Regions from separate parts of the Mus musculus genome. Here region 2 is linked to region 1. Evidence: chromatin contacts called from public HiChIP or PLAC-seq data. All regions are on one chromosome and are shown on one strand. The core of a region is the stretch at or near the end of the contact, and the rest is flanking DNA. Distances in the headings are between cores, read along the strand shown.

Region 1 (2,821 bases), core at 141-2,640:
GTGTCAGTCTACCCTGTTAACATCTTCTGAAAATGTAAGGCGATAGCTGCAACGAAACTGGATGGAGAAGAAAGGATGGCGAGAGAAGGAAAGGAGAAATGGAATGCAGTCAGTTCCAGAAAACACAGTAAGATTGGAGCAGCTAATAGAAAGTGAAGCCCTGTCAGAGCTGATGGAAAGCCTGTTCTTCCCATCACTCAGGAACAGAGACACAACTAAAGAAATAAAGAAGTCAGAGGGGGGGGGCACCCCCTCGATGCTACACCAACAGTGGTGCTATCTTTTCTTTTTTTTAAGATTTATTTATTATTTATTATATGTAAGTACACTGTAGCTGTCTTCAGACACACCAGAAGAGGGCATCAGATCTCATTACAGATGGTTGTGAGCCACCATGTGGTTGCTGGGATTTGAACTCTGGACCTTTGGAAGAGCAGTCGGGTGCTCTTACCCACTGAGCCATCTCACCAGCCCCAAGTGGTGCTATCTTAAAGCACTTTTCTTCAGTATCTAAAAAAAAATACCCCTTCTGCCATAACTCAAACTCCTTGAAAACAACACATACTGGAGGGGAAGTAAAACTTTATACTCTGTATCTCTTATAAACTCAATTCCATTGAATAAATACTGGCTAAAATAGCAATAAAATTCCCAAGATAGGATTAAAGTCTGCTCTTGAATCCAAATGTTTGCTTCCCTTTTAAATGTTCTTGGACGACCTTTTCTCCCAAGCATCATCATTACCACTGCATCCAAGGATTCCGTGGAAGAGGATAAAGAGTGACTGTAAAGTCATTAGGCTGCCTAAAGATGGAAAATTTGAGAAATTTCTTTCTTGTAGCCCATAACTGGCCAGAAAGCCACTGTTATAAGGACATTTACAAGTCCTTCCAACTAGTTATTAATAATAAGGCTACGTTTACACAATGTGTGTGTGTGTGTGTGTGTGTGTGTGTGTGTGTATCCCAACACAGGACTTTCATAGTAAAATTCAAAGTAGTTCATTCACCCAGTTTACTTCAAAATCTTATCAATTTGTCTTCAACATCAAATCACACCTCAGGTTCTAATTAGCACACTCTAGATTGGCATGTCCTTTTCCTCCTAGGATATGAGACAATCAAAAAGAAAAATGCTTTTCAAAATTCTTATAGAATCACAAATTTCATGAAGGAGGGGGACACACACACATACAGCCTGTGAAGGAGAGAGGATATATGGAAGGAGAGAGGTAAAGAGGAAGTATATCTTAAGATCAAGTTTCACATAATGCCAGATATATTAGCATATACTGGTAGGATTATCTTTTCCCCGCCTACAAATAGCCTAAGCACCCTCCAGTCATAAAAATCAGAGAGAAGTAAGCTGAACAGCAGACACTCCTCCTTACTTCCCACCTCAGAGCAGCTGCATGACTTCCTGAGGATTCTATTGCAGTAGCCAGAGATAAACACTCATTTGTGCATATTACGTGCAAGTCTCCAGTTTCTATTCTTCTTCCCTCTCCGCTCTTTCCCTTCCCCCACTTTAAACCAGGGAAGCCAAACTCTGGCGGGGTTGAAGCGGCTTGAGAAGTACTAAGAAACAGGAAGAAGAGTCGAGGTCTATTGGCTAGCAAATGTGCCATGGCCTGACCTCTCTCCTCTGGAAAAGAAACATTCCTAAAGAGCAGGAGCCCTGTGAATGGAGTGGACCATCCCGAATATCCAGACTTATTTGCAGCTCACCATCCAGGGTTAGCTCACCAGGAGACTAGCAGGTTGGAATTTCTGAAGATTTGGATCTTGCTTCAGGGAGCAAAAGGACCTTAAACTGTGAAGCTTGGAATCAGCAGGTAAGAAAATTGGGTTGGTTGGAGCAAAGTTGAACTGATGGCAGATTCTACCAAATGCCTCAGAGATTGTGGATAACTGCCCTGCCTTATCTGCCTTGAATTAAGCTGCTAATCTGAACATCTGCATTCTTTCGGCTTTGGTTCTTGGCCAGAGCTCTGATCGTCTAATCAGCCTGTCAGCAAGTGTAGCTCACTGCCTCTGTTGCACGCTCAAAATGGCAAACTGTTGAGGTGGCATTCCTCAAGCCTCCAGCACCTTTACGACTCAGCCAGAAGTGCAAAATCGGCCTCAAGCTCCCATCTTAAGGCTACCCTGGAGCTTCTGTAATGCAGATTTAAATGTGGAAAGAATGTGTTCAGCGGCTGCTGCTGCACGTAAACCAACCAGTTGGGGGCTGACCTAGACTTTTCACGAGGCACTTTCATGCTTTGTTTTCTTCTTACTTAATTCACTTTACATCCTGCTCAAAGTTTCACACTTTTCACCTTCTTTGCATCCTATAATTGAGACAGGATGTCCCTCTTTCCCCCACTCCTTCATTCTCATCATAGTTCTCATTCTACCCTCCCCCAGGCCCCTCTCTTAGGTAAAGAGAAAAGTGACTCAGACAGGTTAAGGAATTTCCTTGCAACACACCACGCTGCTAGAAACTGGCCATTTGACTCAAGACTACAGAAAGAAAGCCCTATCAACTTACAGACAACTAGTAGAAATACCTATGACCTACTTTGTAACTTAGGGCTAAACTCACTAGGTTAACATTAGACTAAGAAGTCATACAATTTAATCAACCACATGGGACAAGAACGTTTTTTTGTCTTCTTAGCTATTTTCAATGGTATGCAAATAGACTGGCAGGCACTACCTTTTTAAATTCAGTGGTTCTAAATCCCTGTCTCTGCAATTGTTTTGAAATCAAGGAGATCAAACTACCATATAGTTAGAGGGCATCTAACTTGGATCTGTTTGTATACTGCTTTAAGAAT
Region 2 (2,821 bases), core at 138-2,637, 52 kb before region 1:
GAAATTAAGACTGAGACAGGAGTTTTAAAATACCTAGCTACTATCCTTAGCGCTCCACAAAGGGTGCCACTCCAAATCATTGTCACACTAAATCTATCTCCTGTCTTGCTCTTACATAAGTATATGGAAGCTAATAGTAATTAACTAGTCACACTGTTGTTAAAAGGGCCAAGTTTCATGATATTCATTGCAGTCAATGGAAATTTCAAATGAGCAATGCAAATATAAAAAGATATTATCACATAGAACATCCGTAACTAGGAAATTTATAAAATATCCAAATGATGTTTTCATTCAATTTAATTCATGAAAATCTAGGTTTCTACTCAAGTAGAATGTCATAAATATGCTGATATCACTGTTGCCTCAATACGGGAATTTCTAACCAAATATATAGTAGCACATTATGATGTGTTTTAAATGTCCAAGAAGCAAAGGAATAACTCAACATATGATGTTTAGTGCCAAATGGCAATAATGGAGTTGTTTCCTTCAGCTTAGCAACACACTGTTATTCTACTTGGTTTCTAGGACACACATACTTTAGGTCTGAATGCTTAAGAATCCAATTAGCACATGGAATTTAACTAGAGATACATGACCAACTGATCTGGCAATACACTTTCAGTTTTTCTTCCACACAATAATCACAATGAGAATATTTAATATCATGGATTAAAGTATTCAATACAGAGTAAATCTCTAATTTTTGTTGTTCTTTGGCCCTATTTTATAGAGAGCCAAAACTGAAAAATTTCAAGTATGCCTTGCTGACCAATGCCCAGTTCTTTGGCATCACCTCTCCCCACACTGTCTCATTCCCTGCCACCAAGAACTCTTCTGTTTCCCAGTGCCCCCATGACACTTCTATTTTTATAATGCTTTGAGTGGAGGATGCAATATGATGGCATGCTGGCATAAGATCAAAGTTAAAGTAACGGTTTTTGAGGAGGAAGGGGTAAGATGACCGGACCCTGTGAACAGAGTCTGTTAAAAAAATTTTTGGTTGCTTGAGTGAAATATTCAGGTGTGAGTTTATAAATTACTGTTGTAACTGTACTTCAAATTTTGTTTTAATTGAATTAGAATAGAACTTAGCTTATTTTATAAGAGAAACAAACTGGGGAGTAAGGATATAGAAATATTTTAATATCCAAGTTCAAATACATTTGTCACACATTTAGCGATATTTACAGTTCTAATGAGCCAATGGATTCTTGAGCAAATGAATCATTTATGCACATAAAATAACTAAGGTGATTTTAATACTACCACATCAAGCATTTCTGGGATTCCTTTGCTACTTCTGGCTCTCCCTTTATCTGTCCATGAGACATTAGGAACTGTCAACTCTAATGTGATATTTATATCTGATGCACTCACTTGTTCACACTGCCCAGTTCCCAAACTGAAGGAAGCAAGTATTTGTGCCAAAGGCTCTCAACAAGTACAGGATAACATTTCTTCACAGAAGAAAAATATAGAGACAACTGCCTTTGACAAGTAATTTCTAGAAACCCAATATAGCAGCTGGTACCTGCCTTTGAGCAAGGCATGTACTGGAAGCTGTGTTGACCTGAGTAGATCTTGGACCTGGCAGCTCCAGCTGAAAATGGAATGGGGTGCATGGAGAATGAGGAGAAAGGTGCAAGCTTAAGGAGGAAGACAAAGAAAGCACATTTATAGGAAATCATACTATGTTCCTATGTAGATTTATTATGTACCACTAAGGGAAAAACCATTGTTTTGGGGGCTTTTGTTGGTTGGTTGGTTGGTTGGTTGGTTGGTTGGTTTGGTTGCTTAGTTGGTTTGGATTGGTTTTGGGTTTTTGAGGTAGTGTTTCTCTGTGTAGCCCTGGCTGCCCCAGAATTTGCTCTGTAGACAAGGCTATCCTTGAGCAAGCAGAGATCTGCTTGCCTCTGAATAAATGAATGTTTTAACCTTGCAAGATAACCTTGTAATACAAACCCTTGGAAAGAGCAAAAGCCTTGTTCGAAACTAAGGAAGTGGATTTTAAGCAAGACGATGTCAAGAGCACACAGACTTTTTGAGGTACAGAGAATCTGGAAGGTGAAAGAAAAACCTAGCACATTAATATTACTGTAAACAGCTCCAGAATAGAACCAAGACCATTACCTAGAGATTGTGGTAATTATCATTTATCCCCTGGCTAAACTCAATAAACTAGTCGACTCTAGTAGTAATACTCATGATTGCATAGTTTCTTTTTAATAAATGACTACAATTAATGATAATATTTACTCACATAAGTTCAATCCAATGAATAATACTAATATACTCTCAAGTGTATAATGCATTAATTCAAGTAAGTTTATGTATAAAGTGATGGTATTTCAAAATCTAAGCAAATACATTGTGCTATTGCAGAGAAGGGGAGTCTTCAGAAGGTCTTGCCTATGGAAGATGAGCAGATACCTAGGTAACACCACACATAATTATACTTCCTCTTTTCTGTAACTTTCCTTTTTGTAGTGAGGTAGGTCTGGGAAGGTAAGCTTAGAAAAAATTTAAAGTGCTACAAAGAGAAACTGACACCTAGAATTATAATTACAAATCCTTTCCTCCATGAGAGGAAAAAAAACATTGGGAAAAGTATCATACATAACTCTTTCATAATTCTGGAAATTTCTTAAAGGCAAACCATAATCTAAGGGGAGGGGTGATAAACTAACATTACTAAGAACAGAATACTTTGGGGAACTTGGCCTGTTTACATGTCCCTCTTCCTTCTTCTATTTAGAGGTTCTACAAGAACTCAAAATTCCTGCCAGTCAGAGCATGCTTGAATGCATCACTTTTT

What was found. HiChIP or PLAC-seq counts read pairs in DNA pulled down with a chosen protein or histone mark.
Region 2: a contact with region 1 is called in an H3K27ac HiChIP or PLAC-seq map of heart atrium, with 3 times the contacts expected there. The contact joins the enhancer-like site here to the promoter of Cysltr1 in region 1. A contact is called at or near these places in 2 of 39 promoter capture datasets (macrophages and pre-B cells), 1 of 484 Hi-C or Micro-C datasets (uterus), 4 of 115 datasets of contacts at active chromatin or transcription factors (bone marrow-derived dendritic cells, embryonic stem cells, heart atrium and 1 more) and 4 of 9 other capture datasets (adipose tissue, embryonic stem cells, liver and 1 more).

Annotation. Positions count from the first base shown.
Region 1 is chrX:106,602,248-106,605,068 of GRCm38.p6, reverse strand. Cysltr1 (cysteinyl leukotriene receptor 1) reads left to right here and starts at 1,390. Exons shown (of 4, transcript NM_021476.5): 1 at 1,390-1,834. All of the region lies in intron 1 of Gm5127 (predicted gene 5127), which reads right to left.
Region 2 is chrX:106,654,322-106,657,142 of GRCm38.p6, reverse strand. The region is part of intron 1 of Gm5127 (predicted gene 5127); the gene reads right to left. Among named protein-coding and RNA genes, the nearest start is that of Gm24491, 5.7 kb to the right of the region's middle. Within about 2 kb of position 1,387, at least 5 of the 459 cell types and tissues checked have an H3K27ac peak or open chromatin away from gene starts, as enhancers often do. A contact at or near this core is called in heart atrium, where this site is marked.